3 separate regions of the Mus musculus genome follow, and regions 1 and 3 are each linked to region 2. A link is a contact called in public HiChIP or PLAC-seq data. All regions are on one chromosome and are shown on one strand. The core of a region is the stretch at or near the end of the contact, and the rest is flanking DNA. Distances in the headings are between cores, read along the strand shown. Region 1 has its middle 49 kb from the start of Gm42190. Region 2 holds the start of Hps3 (HPS3, biogenesis of lysosomal organelles complex 2 subunit 1). Region 3 has its middle 24 kb from the start of Gm31320.

The links. HiChIP or PLAC-seq counts read pairs in DNA pulled down with a chosen protein or histone mark.
Region 1: a FOXA1 HiChIP or PLAC-seq map of pancreatic cancer cells shows a contact between it and region 2. The contact joins the enhancer-like site here to the promoter of Hps3 in region 2. A contact is called at or near these places in 4 of 39 promoter capture datasets (liver, neural stem cells and pre-B cells), 1 of 484 Hi-C or Micro-C datasets (CD4 T cells), 6 of 115 datasets of contacts at active chromatin or transcription factors (bone marrow-derived macrophages, embryonic stem cells, intestinal villus epithelium and 2 more) and 1 of 9 other capture datasets (adipose tissue).
Region 3: a contact with region 2 is called in an H3K4me3 HiChIP or PLAC-seq map of bone marrow-derived macrophages, with 3 times the contacts expected there. The contact joins the enhancer-like site here to the promoter of Hps3 in region 2. A contact is called at or near these places in 9 of 39 promoter capture datasets (the 3T3-L1 cell line, 3T3-L1-derived adipocytes, the C10 cell line and 4 more), 7 of 484 Hi-C or Micro-C datasets (CD4 T cells, Sertoli cells, cardiomyocytes and 4 more), 3 of 115 datasets of contacts at active chromatin or transcription factors (bone marrow-derived macrophages, neural progenitor cells and stem cell-derived neural progenitor cells) and 2 of 9 other capture datasets (adipose tissue and liver).

The regions. Positions count from the first base shown.
Region 1 is chr3:19,902,583-19,906,838 of GRCm38.p6, forward strand. No RefSeq gene overlaps it. Among named protein-coding and RNA genes, the nearest start is that of Gm42190, 49 kb to the right of the region's middle. Within about 2 kb of position 2,314, at least 18 of the 459 cell types and tissues checked have an H3K27ac peak or open chromatin away from gene starts, as enhancers often do. A contact at or near this core is called in neural stem cells and pancreatic cancer cells, where this site is marked.
Region 2 is chr3:20,034,002-20,038,235 of GRCm38.p6, forward strand. It overlaps Hps3 (HPS3, biogenesis of lysosomal organelles complex 2 subunit 1), which reads right to left and starts at 1,309. Exons shown (of 17, transcript NM_080634.4): 1 at 1,048-1,309. The coding sequence starts at 1,264.
Region 3 is chr3:20,196,285-20,200,202 of GRCm38.p6, forward strand. No RefSeq gene overlaps it. Among named protein-coding and RNA genes, the nearest start is that of Gm31320, 24 kb to the right of the region's middle. Within about 2 kb of position 1,852, at least 12 of the 459 cell types and tissues checked have an H3K27ac peak or open chromatin away from gene starts, as enhancers often do. A contact at or near this core is called in adipose tissue and bone marrow-derived macrophages, where this site is marked.

The DNA of each region.
Region 1 (4,256 bases), core at 1,064-3,563, 130 kb before region 2:
TGCTAAAATAATATATCAAGCAACATGTGTATCCTGGGTCTAGGTGTATACACCGTCAGAAACTGGTCTTTTCGGAAATTACAACAATGGTGACTATTATAATAGTCAGGTGAGCTCAGACTATTTAAAGATCCAATAAGGCACCTGTTGAAGGTCTCAGCAGATCGGTTGTAAAAAGGAAAAGACCACAAGGATTTACCCTGCCTGACCCGATTTCCTTCCAGAAAGACTGAGTGCATGTGTCAGCCTGGGAAATGGAATCAGATATGAGACAGGGAAAGGACAGGGACTGGAAAGGAATCTGGGAGAGGGAGTAGTCACAGCAGAGACAGAGTATAGTGCCAGTGTGCTGCCTTCCTAGGAGACAGTAAAGATTGAGGCATGAATAGGAAAACAGTGGAACATACCGGGAAGCACATACTGTGCACAAACTGTTGGAGCAGTCAATAATCTTTGTGACAAATCCTGCATTCTAAGTGTCTTCTAGCATAAGGAAAGTGTGAAAATGATTTTGTTTGATGTTATATAGCAGTGGAATAGCCATGGGTTTAACTTTGGCTTTTCAGTCCTTGTTCCCCAGTCTATAATGAAATGGTAAATTGTGTCACAGGTCTCTCACCCTGAAGCACTCACATCTCAGGATGCTTGTGGTAAAAGAGGTCCATGACCAAAACTTGGGGAGCTAATTTTCACTCTATTGATATCTACATCAATGTGTAAAGGGCTTGAGAAGACCTGCAAAGAAAATTCGGGGTGAATGCAGTTATGTTAGCACACTGGTGCCAGTGGAAAGTGGAGTGGGAAAAGGGGGTGTATGGAGTGAGTTTGGAAGCAGTTTATTTCATGTGTGTGGGTGTCTCCTCTGCCTGTATGTCTGTCTGTGCAGCACGTGTGTGCCTGGAGAAGACTCGAGGGCACTGAATTGCCTGGAACTGACATTGCAGAGGGTTGTGAGCCTCCTTGTGGGTTCTGGGAATCAAAGCCAAGTTCTCTGGAATAAGAGCCATCTTAAGCACTGAGCCATCCCTCTAGCCCCTGGGAACAGTTTTAGTTAGGAAGTGCAGTGCATTGGGTCACAGAGAAAGTGTTCCTGGCTGGGGCCTCAGGAGAGTACTCCAGAAGAGGCAGGAGAGAACATATGTATTAAGAAGAGAGCGGAAGAGAAGGAAAGTGGATCCCAAGCAAGGAAATGTCTAGGGCAAAATTCACGGTGTGGAAGGGAGGAAGGTAGTGAAGAGAGGAGAAAAGAGACACTGTTAATTTTTTAGGAGCTAAACCCCAGAGATGAAGCAAGATAAGGAGCCAAGCAGGCAGGGCTGGGTCTGAAGTTTATTTGCCGTGGAAAGAAGCTTTAAAGAAGTGGGGTCATAGGGAAAATGCCCCTGACCACACTGGGGAAGAGAGCTAACAAGGATGCAGCTGAGAAACCAATTTGGTAACTAGTAAACATCTGGATGAGAAATGACAGTGAAAGCAGAATGGCAAAGACCGAGAGGTAAGTGGAGCGCTATCCGGGGTCTTAGTATGTGAGACCATAAAGGGTAAGGGAGAAGGAAGGGGGCCTGAAGGCAGCCCGGGAGCAAAGCCCCATGTGTAAGGCTTGGGCAGAGTGGGAAATGAGCAGGAGAAGGAAGAGACAATCCAGGTGAGCAGGGAGTATTGGAGCCCAAAGAAACATCCCCTGCCTACTGGAAGAGTAGCTCTTAACTGATGAGCCATCTCTCCATTCCCCCACTTAAACCTATGCCTTATGTCAGACCCCCTTCCTGGTGCAGCCACATTGAATAAATTTCTCTCTGCCTTTGCTTTTTTGGCCCCTTGACTGGCCTATTGAGGACAAGTGACTGAGCCTAATTATTAAAACTGCCAGAGCTCCAATACCAAAGTAAAATCCAGCCTGGAAGCTATGACTCGATTGCCAGGGCCAGAAGTGTACTAGAAACACACTTCTAGAAAAATTTGTGTGAAGGAAACAGTCCACAAATGTAGACCAGGGCTAGAACCAAAGGATGAGCAAGCCTGAGGGCTTCAGACATGAATCTCTTAATAGGATAGAGGATAGTGAGGAGGGAGCTGAGGAAATCAATCCAGGTGAACATTGCAGAACGCAAGAGAGGGCCAGGCAGAACCCTCAGATAAGAGGTAGAAGTGACTTAATTATCCTTAGAACTTAAAATAACATGAAAGGATGGGCAGAGGCAGGCATGTCGCCAGCACTGATTTCAGATATCTTTCTTCCTTTGTTTCTCAGTTGGTCCTTAGTTTAATGCAGGGTGGGCTCCTGTAGCAAGTAGGTAGCCACTAGGTGTCAGCCTTGCGTTATGTTTTGTCTTGACCTCAGGAAGACAGAGTAACTGAGGTACCGAGTTTTCCTCCCCTTACCTTTTCCCTCCCTGGATGTTTAAATTCCAGATTTGAATTTTGGAATGGTGGGGAGGAGGCTATGGAGTCAAGTATTTGCTGACTCACCACTAAGGCAAGACCCTCTCTACAGGCTGGTTCTGTGTCAATTGACACAGGCTGACTCACCACTAAGGCAAGACCCTCTCTACAGGCTGATTCTGTGTCAATTGACACAGGCTGGAGTTATCACAGAGAAAGGAGCTTCAGTTGGAGAAATGCCTCCATGAGATCCAGCTGTGGGGCATTTTCTCAATTAGTGATCAAGGGTGGGAGGGCCCATTGTGGGTGATGCCATCCCTGGGCTGGTAGTATCGGGTTCTGTAAGAGCAGGCTGAGCAAGCCAGAGGAAGCAAGCCAGTAAGAAACATCCTTCCATGGCCTCTGCATCAGCTCCTGCTTCTTGACCTGCTTGAGTTCCAGTCCTGACTTCCTTGGTGATGAACAGCAGTATGGAAGTGTAAGCTGAATAAACCCTTTCCTCCCCAACTTGCTTCTTGGTCATGATGTTTGTGCAGGAATAGAAACCCTGACTTAGCCGGGCAGTGGTGGCACATGCCTTTAATCCCAGCACTTGGGAGGCAGAGGCAGGTGGATTTCTGAGTTCGAGGCCAGCCTAGTCTACAAAGTGAGTTCCAGGACAGCCAGGGCTATACAGAGAAACCGTGTCTCCAGAGGGTGTGGGGGGGAGGAAGAAAGAAAGAAAGAAAGAAAGAAAGAAGGAAAGAAAGAAAGAAAGAAAGAAAGAAAGAAAGAAAGAAAGAAAGAAAGAAAGAAAGAAAGAAAGAAAGGAAACCCTGGCTAAGACAAGTTGGTACCAGGGACTGGGGTATTGCTGTGATAAGCCTAACCATGCTTTTATTTGAAAGAATGTGGATTTGGGGACTTTGGATTTGGAACTCAGTGGAATGCTTTAAATGAGGCTTAATGGGTCATCCTAGTAGGAATATGGAAGACTTTGTTGTTGGGAGTAATTTGAACTGTGTTGACCTGGCCCAAGAGATTTCAAAGGATAATAATTTCAGAATGTGGCATAAAGACTGTTTTTGTGGTGTTTTGGTGAAGAATGTGGCTACTTTTTTTACCTTGTCTGAAAAGTCTGCCCAAGGCTAAGGTGAAGAGACTCAGATTAATTGCATTGACAAAGGAAGTTTCAAAAAAAGCCCAGCAAAGACTTTGTTCTCTGGTTAAGTCTTATGAAGAGAAGTTTGAACAGCATAGCAAGCTTAGAAAGGAAAAATATACAATTTCGAGTATTAAAGGGGTACCAGGAAGTGAAATGGAGCAAAATCCTGTGTTCTAGGAGATAACAGATTAAGGGAGTGGGACCTTGGGGCAAGATCCTACCCAGCTAAATTTAGATTCTGGCTTGTTGGTACACACCTTTAATCCCAGGAGACAGCCATGCAGATCTCTGTGTTCAAGGTCAATCTACAGAACAAGATCCAGGACAGCGAAGCTTAGGCAGTGAAGGATTTGGAAAACATAAAGCCAGTGATAATGTAATAGTACAAGGGGATCATGTTCTATGTCCTGCAAACAGCAGAACTTGGCAGCTTCAGCCATGTGGCTCTGGTTCTAGAGTTAAGAATGGAAGGAACTACTGGGACAATTGATGCTGGTTAGTTGGAGCTAAGAAATTAGCAGTGATTAAGAAGAGACCAGCATCACTGAGGTGAAATCTTCTGGGAATTGACCAGCTCACACAGCCTGAGGCTTTCATAGAGGATAGAGGGGTGGGATGGGAGTAGTTGACCTTGGGAGGCCTGTGGTCTGGGTGCTACTAGTGGCGCAAGTGCAGTGTCAGTTTGAATGTAAATTCCTTGAAGATGTGGGAAAATTACATAGAATGTTCC
Region 2 (4,234 bases), core at 59-2,558:
CTCCAAAACATTCACAGTAAATATAAATGCACAGATAGTCCTGGTTGTTGACAAGGTGGATTTGCTATGGCAGAGGACACTAGGCACTGAGAGAACACAGACCAGAACATTTACTCAGAAGAAAAAAAGGCATCAAAGGAGACATCAGACAGGTTTTCTGAACTTAGGCATTGCCAGGGGTCAGCCTATTAATGTTTAGTCATGCATGGGTTAATAGAAGTTACACTCAGAAGTTGAAGTTCAACTGTGGACTGAATGCTACCTTTGAGTTATATGGCCCGTGATACTTATGCCATCCCACATGATTCCTGAAGCTCTTTAAGGCAGCCAACATGGTAATAAAAGCATCTTTGTTCTTCAAGGTTTCAAGAACGAGGTTATCATGGTTTAGTGCTAGCCTCCTCCAGTCGGTGTGGCTCAAGTCATTAGTATCCAACCAGGGCCAAGCATTTGATACAACCCAATGTAATAAATCAACCACAAGTGATAGTGACTTAAGAGGTAAAAGGGCTGGCTCCGATTTGAGATAACTTTTGAGGTCGAGCCTCCTGTGAACTTCAGGATATCATTCTCCCTCCTCTTTCTCTTGAACCAGGTTTGTTTTCTTACATTAATCTTTTAAGGGTCTGGCATAAGTGGAACCGAGCCACACGTCTTTATTTCAAGCTGTGGACGGGATCAGTCAGCATTGCATCTCCACGTGGGGTGTCTGCTTTGTTTTGCTTCGAGACATGATTACTTGTAGCCTAGGCTAGAATGGAACTCACCAAACTGCAGAGGACCTTAAACTTCAGATCCTCCGGTCTCTACCTCCAAAGTGCTAGAATGACTAGTTGAAGCAATCTGAGTAAGGAGGATCAGACCAAGGCTTCAAGCAAACTAGGCAAGCACCGGACCGTGGCACGACACCGGATCTGCGGTCGCTAAAACAACTACACAAAATGACTTTAGCACTTAGTGCCCGACCCACACTGACTGTCAGCAGCCAGCCTAGAAGAGCACCAATCCCTTCCCTACCCAGAGCCCCGCCCCAAAGCCGCTCCTCACCGGCTTCGCTGTAGGCCATGCGCAGCACCCTGCCTAGCGTGGAGAAGGCGCAGCGCTGCCGGCACAGCTCTTCGCCCTGAACAGCGAACGCCTCCACCTTGCAGCCGGCAGCCACGAACAGCGCGTCGCTCCCGCCGCAGCAGACCTGCTCCGGCTCCCACTGGCAGGGGACTACCTGCTGCGACCCAAACGGGTGCAGGTTGTACAGACGCACCATCCCGGCGCCCGGACCGCTGGGCGGCTTCCGCAAGCTTAGAGAGCTGCTCCGGATCACGTGAGCGCTGCGACCACACCCCGGGCACCGCTCCTTAAAGAGGCCGCGCGCTAAGTGAAGTGCTACCCTAAGTGGATGCAGAGACCTCGGTTCCTCTTTGGAGATGTTAACTTTGCTGCTTCTGGACAGATTAGTATGTGAAACCTTCAGCGTGTTTAACACTCGATCATCTGCCCGTCTGTGCCTTGGTCGACTTGCCTTAGACTTTGAACTTTTTTTTTTTTTTTTCCATTTTTTATTAGGTATTTAGCTCATTTACATTTCCAATGCTATACCAAAAGTCCCCCTTACCCACCCACCCCCACTCCCCTACCCACCCACTCCCCCCCTTTGGCCCTGGCGTTCCCCTGTACCGGGGCACACAAAGTCTGCTTCTAAAGGATGAAACTGCAAAACCTGATGTTAAACTCCCAACGTAGGGTTAAACACACCACAAATACTGTGGATCCTACAATGGTTTTATTGAAAAGGGCAAATCCTCGAAGATGCTTAGCAAAAAATAAAAATAAAAAAATAATGCATTGGATGAGAAGATCTATGAAAACATTTTGCAGGCATTTGGCAAAAGTTTCCTCTAAGCCTTAGATAATAGGGGAGGAGAGAGATCCCCGGATGGTCAATATACAGTTCCTAAGTATTTCCTATATTGAAGAAACTTGCCGTCGGAATTTTTCTATTTTGGGAGATTTAATAAACCAGATCTATAATGTTTTTTTAACAATTCTAGAAAATATATGTGTTTGCATGCACATATGTACGTATTGGTTGACTGGAGGATGCTCTTCTTTTTACACTGAAAAGAGCAAACTTCAATTCTCATGCTGATGGTTACCTTGAGTCCTTTGCTCTGAGAATTTATAATGTGGGAGCAATTGGACTGAAGTTGAACTGCTGCCATTTCGAATACCTTCCAGATGACGAGGAATCATGTACTTCATCCTCTACTAGGAACACTCTGGGAGACGGGTTCATTAAACTCAGTGAGCAAAGAATACATGGAATAGTCCAGAGATCTGGGCTACAGAAATCAGGAAAACAAGCAGATTGCTACTCATGTGACATCCATAAACATCCCCTTTCCCTCTTATGAGTATCTGATTTAAGTGTCTGTCTCTTTTGATTAATTTTTCCTCTTCAGGATATTAATTGAATGTAATTTGACTTTTGTGAGATTCATTAAGTCCTAGAATGGCACTACCTTCTCTAGAGATAGCTTCTTCTCCCTTGATATAGTCCCTGTACCTGGCTGACCTAAGAAATTTTGGGAAGAGATTTTTATCTTTATTAACTGTTTTTCTCACTTCTGTGACCATCAGCTTATGAGAAAGCTAGGCTGATTCCATGACAGACTTCAAATTGGCAGCTAAGGAGAATAGGCCTAAATCTCTGTCTCTAAGAACTGGACAATTCCAGGCAAGTCCAGGCCTTAGAAGCCGCCCTGCCACCTGGCCTGAGGCAAGGACACTGGGTCAGCAGCACTTTCCAGACTTCTTCAGCAACAGTTTTCAGACCTCCCCAGCAAGTTTCCAGCCCCCACACCCCAGTAATGGAATGTCTATAGAGATGGACCCAACCTCCATGTCAATCTTGACAGGGTCACCTACCCCAGAATTCCCTAATGTGCTTTAAATCAGGCTTGCAAACTGACTTGGTGGTCTCTGTTCTGGTAATGAGAGACCCCACATTTGAGTCTGGGGTATCATTCTTTGGCAAATCATGGATCCTTATACTTCAGAGAGGAACGGTTTGGTCTAGATCAGTATTTAGGAGGTAGGGTCCATCATGGAGGAAACTGCTTCTACCTGGGCTGATCAGAAAAAAAGAGAAAATGGCCTTCTCAATACTGTTTTGTATCCCTTCAGTCCAAGACCTCACAGCATTGTAGGGCAGAGCCCACATTCAAGCTGTGTCTTCCCTCTTGCATTAAACCCTTCTGAAAATGTGCCCACAGACACATTCAGAAGTGTGTTATATAGTTAATTCTGAATACAGTAAAGTTGATAAAATTAATCATTGCATGAAGATAGCTTCGAGTGAGTGTATGCCTAGTTTCCTTGTTTGTGAGGATCTGTGAGTAGAAACCACTCACTTGTCTCCTGTTACAAAAGCAGGGACCAGGGTGGCATACCATCATGTCCCATTTGTTCTTTAGGACTATCATGACAAATAAAACGCACTGCTTGGTTTCAGCAACAGAGTCCTCCTCCTTCTATTCCTCTTCCTCCTCCACTTCTTCAGTTCTGGAGGCTGGAAGTCCAATGTCAATACATGAGAAGGCCTGCTTTCTTGAGCCCTCTTTCCATGGCTTACAGATGGCTACCTTCTCACTGTCTTCACTGGTCTGTTTCATTCTTGATGTCTCTTCCTCCTCTTCTAAAGATGCCAGCTCTACTAAGATCTGCCCATATGATTTCTCTTAAACTCGGCTATCTTGTAAATGTGCTGTCTGAACATTAGTCACATTCTGAGGTACTGGGATTTAGGACTTTGTCTTGGTTAGGATTTCCATTGCTGTAAAAGAGACACCATGACTACTACATCCACTCCAGTAGTGACTTGCTTGACAGGTTTAGAAACCTGGAAGCAGTCCCGAGGCAAAAAGTTCATGGACACTTGGCCTCCTGGAAACATGGCATCCCAAATATCCAATGCTCCAAACTTGTCCTTGCAAATGGATCTGTGTGCTTTCTTTCAGTATTGTTTTACTATAGGTGCCTCCAAGCAATGATTTGCCAAATACCTAAGCAAAATTGAACTTTGCTTCCTGGCCTTCACCAATGCCCTAGGTAGTCCTTGAGCAGACCCTAGGCTTGGAATTCAGTAAGAATGTTACCTATTCAGTAACATTCAGAATTGCCTCTAGTATTGTAAGAGAGATAGTGAAAGAAATCAGGCATTACTATCTACTACATA
Region 3 (3,918 bases), core at 602-3,101, 160 kb after region 2:
GGCATTAGCCTGTCTATTGCATTTTGAATGGTTAGTACTGATGTGTTGACTTTTAATTTACCAATATCCAGAATCATAAAATTAAAGTTGTGGGCAGAGTACAGAACAAAGTGATAGTAAAAAATCAACATTTATTTTTCCCGTTTCTAGGTACTATTTCTAGGCACTGTTCTAGGTACTATTTCTAGGTACTGTTGTAGGTACTATTTCTAGGTACTGTTCTAGGTACTGTTGTAGGAACTATTTCTAGGTACTGTTCTAGGTACTATTTCTAGATACTGTTCTAGGTACTATTTCTAGGCACTGTTCTAGGTACTATTTCTAGGTACTGTTGTAGGTACTATTTCTAGGTACTATTTCTAGGTACTGTTCTAGGTACTATTTCTAGGTACTGTTCTGATTCTCACAATTCTGATTGGCTTCTCCCTGATCATCACTTTTCATCTCATCTTCTAATTTTGTGTCATGCTCAGGCTGCTCTTTGAGTCTACTCTAAAGACGTCTCATGTTTGTACTAACGTAAGGTCACACTTTTTGTCAAAGGGTCTTGTCACAACAAATCTGCCCTGTAATTCTATGGAGACTGTTGATGAACATCCTTAGCAGGTGTAGATCCTAATTTTGTGTCTCTAGCTGTACTTAGTTTTTGAGAATGAGCAAGGGTTCTCCACCATTCAGACACTGGATTTAATACTGATTTTTTTTTCTTTTTATTCTGTAGACTGGAGAGGTGACCTGGTTCCCTCACTTGTCTTTAATGCCTTTTTTTTTTAAAGGTTTATTGTTAGTTTTCCCAGCCTAGTGTTGAATTGATAGAAAAGTGATTTCTCCTTATCATTCGCACTGTTTAGATTGCAGGTAGTGCCATGATGTCTGACTCTGGAGTATGCTCAAATATCCTGTGTTCTCCCAAATAGATGATAGATGGGACAAGGTAGTTAAAGTGAGATGGAGGAGAAGACCTCGTCCGCATGCAAACCTATCCTAAGATCTAGCTCCTATGTGAGTCTATGGATTACTCAGGTTAGAGGTGACCGTGTCAGACCTTAGACACCCCAGGTCAGGGACCAGAATTCAGTCACTGAGATTACCTGACAGCTCAGCATGTCACAGATCTTCATTTAGGTAGGCGAAGGCTATTACAATCCAGAAGGACTAGGAGATAGGTCCCTGAGACCAGTGGTTTTGATTTGATACGAGAGGAGGGTGAGAGGAGGGATGTAATTGGTACAGGGCATGGGACCATGTTTAGATTTGTTGGAAGAAGAGCTTGATCAGAAAGGACCAGGCCACAGGAGGCAACACCCTGAGTGTGTTTTAGAAACATAGTAACTCAGTTAATTTCTGGTCTGCATTCACTACAATATTCTAGGTTGCTGATGTCTCCCCCATAAAAGAAATCTGACGAGCCACGAGGAACCTGTTTGAGAAGATTACTCTTCTTTTAAGATAAGAATGCTTTTCCTGGCCAGAAACTCAGCCTGTGTTTAGAAGCTGTTGTGTATGGCATAAATTAATTCTTTATACAATTGATGCAAGTTGGCAGATCTGAAATTTGAACTTAGTTTTTTTCTGGTTCAAGAAGCAATATGAGTAACTCAAACAAGAAAATTTAGAGATATTTGGCAAGGAAATAAATCTTGGGAGGTGACAGAGTAGAAGGGAGATGATCAAAACCAAGCAAATGCCATCAGCCAGGCGGAGTGGATTTTAACTGAAAGGGAAGTGCTCGTGCTTGTAGTTCCTTATCTAAAATCCACCGGCTCGGTGGAAACGTCCGAAGCCCTCACATGAGTCACATGACAACGGGAATTGGCACAAGAAATAGGCCACAGACTTTTGCTTGGAAATCATAGTCAAGGGTGAAGCTATGAAGAAAGCTTGTCATGTGGCAACAAGCCTCCTCCTGCGGGGGAGAAAGAAACGGGAGCCAGTGTATGAAGAAAGGTGATTAGATGTTTGACCATAACATAAACGGAGGGAACTTAGGTGAGTCTCTGGATCTCATTGTCTTTGTCCATGGGCATTTCTAACAGTAATTGTTCCATGCTTGTCTCCACAAGGTGTCCAAGCCCAGGGGGCCTCTGAGGCTGAGGGAGGACGGTCTAGAGATCTACTGCCTGGGTTCTCTCGCAGACCAGTGGGCTAGAGATCCAGGTGGGATGGAGTTCATCCTTGTTTCCCATTAACCTAGACACCAAGGCAATGCAAGTCACCATGAAGGCTAGCTGTGGAGGCTAGTTGTCTGGAGAAGTCAGCTCATTACTGTGCCTATAAATACACTGTATAAATTACAGGTTTGTTTATACATGTAACTGTGGTCTTACTATCTTCCTCACCTGTCTTAATAGACCAGAGAAAACTCAGCCTTAGTGTTATATAACTGCAAAGTATGCACTGGACAAACTGGCTGATGACAATCTTTCAATCTTGAGCATATTATACAGGTAATTTGGGGGTTTCATATGAGTCCGGTATGAAGTGGATGTCACAGAATCCTTGTATTTTCTTTATGAAAGATTCCATCTTTTTCTTATGCAGATGAAAGTCTTTGTAGAACCACATGGTCCCCGTCTTCAGTTTTACCTATCTTTTTCATTGGGAAAGCGATGATCACTCAAAAAAAAAAAAAAAAATTCATCCAGCTTTTTAGCTTCTCTCAAATTCTGAAGGTTTTAGCAAAAAAAAAAAAAAAAAAAAACAAACAAACAAACAAACAAAAACAACAACAACAACAAAACAACAAAACAAAACAAAACAAAATAATACAAAACAAAACGGGCCTGACAAGGTTTAGGAGTTGAGTAGCAGCGCCACCTTGTGGTTCAGATCTGCCACTGTTGGACGCTATTCCCACCAAGGCGTGACTGAGTGATTTGCTGAGTTTGGGGATAAAGTCTCTAAAGATGCAGTGGGGTCATGCGAGTGAGACCCTGGTCTGGTAGAAGTGAGAAAATAATTTTTTGCTGTCTATAGTATTTTGTTATTTCAGCTTAACCATAATAAAATACTAGTCTCACTTTGAATGTAACTTCTGTGGGTATTTGCGAGTCTGGTCTATGAACGTGGAAGTTAAGAGCAGCGAAGATCCTTTTCCTTTGCTTTGTGTGCTGGCAGAGACAGAAAGAATTTTTAATAAAGGCCCTGGCATGGGAGGTGCACAGGCTGATGCCAACGGACAGAACTGGCAATGGCTAGGATATTAAGTACAACAGTGCTGCTTGTGAGGCAAGAGCTGTCTTTACTTAACACTTATATTTTATGTATGTATGTTTGGCCTGCATGAACATACACCATGTCGTGCAGTGCCACAGACACCGGAAGAGGAACTGTGGTTACAGAGGGTGGTGAGCTGCAGGTGGGCGCTGAGAATAGAACCTGGGTCCCCTGGAAAAGCAGGCAATGGAATCTTCCCCAAAAAGTGTAAAACTGTGCAAAATGTATATATATTTACATATAAAAATGTATATTAAGAGAGAGAGGATAACAATCTCTCTCTTAAGAGAGTTCATTCTCAAGGGTAGTTTTATATGACTTCCTTTCTGGAAACGGTCACTTCTTATTTCTTTGTTATACGGGAAGACCTAATGGAAGGCCTTTTAGGATTCTGGAGCAAAGATCTGAAGCATCATTTGATATACGTAAAGATCTCCTCATCCCCGAGGAACTCCTCACTGGGGAGAACCAGATCTTGGGAACCAGCATTGAGCATGAGAATACACAGCATTACAAGACCAACCCATTATGTCATGGTTTGCATATGCTTGGCCCAGGGAGTAGCCTGTCGGGAGGTGTGGCCCTGTTGGAGTAGGTGCAGCCTTGTGGGTGTGAGCTTTTATACCGACATCCTAGCTGCCTGAGAGCCAGTATTCTGCTAGCAGCTTTCAGATGAAGATGTAGAACTCTCAGCTCCTCCTG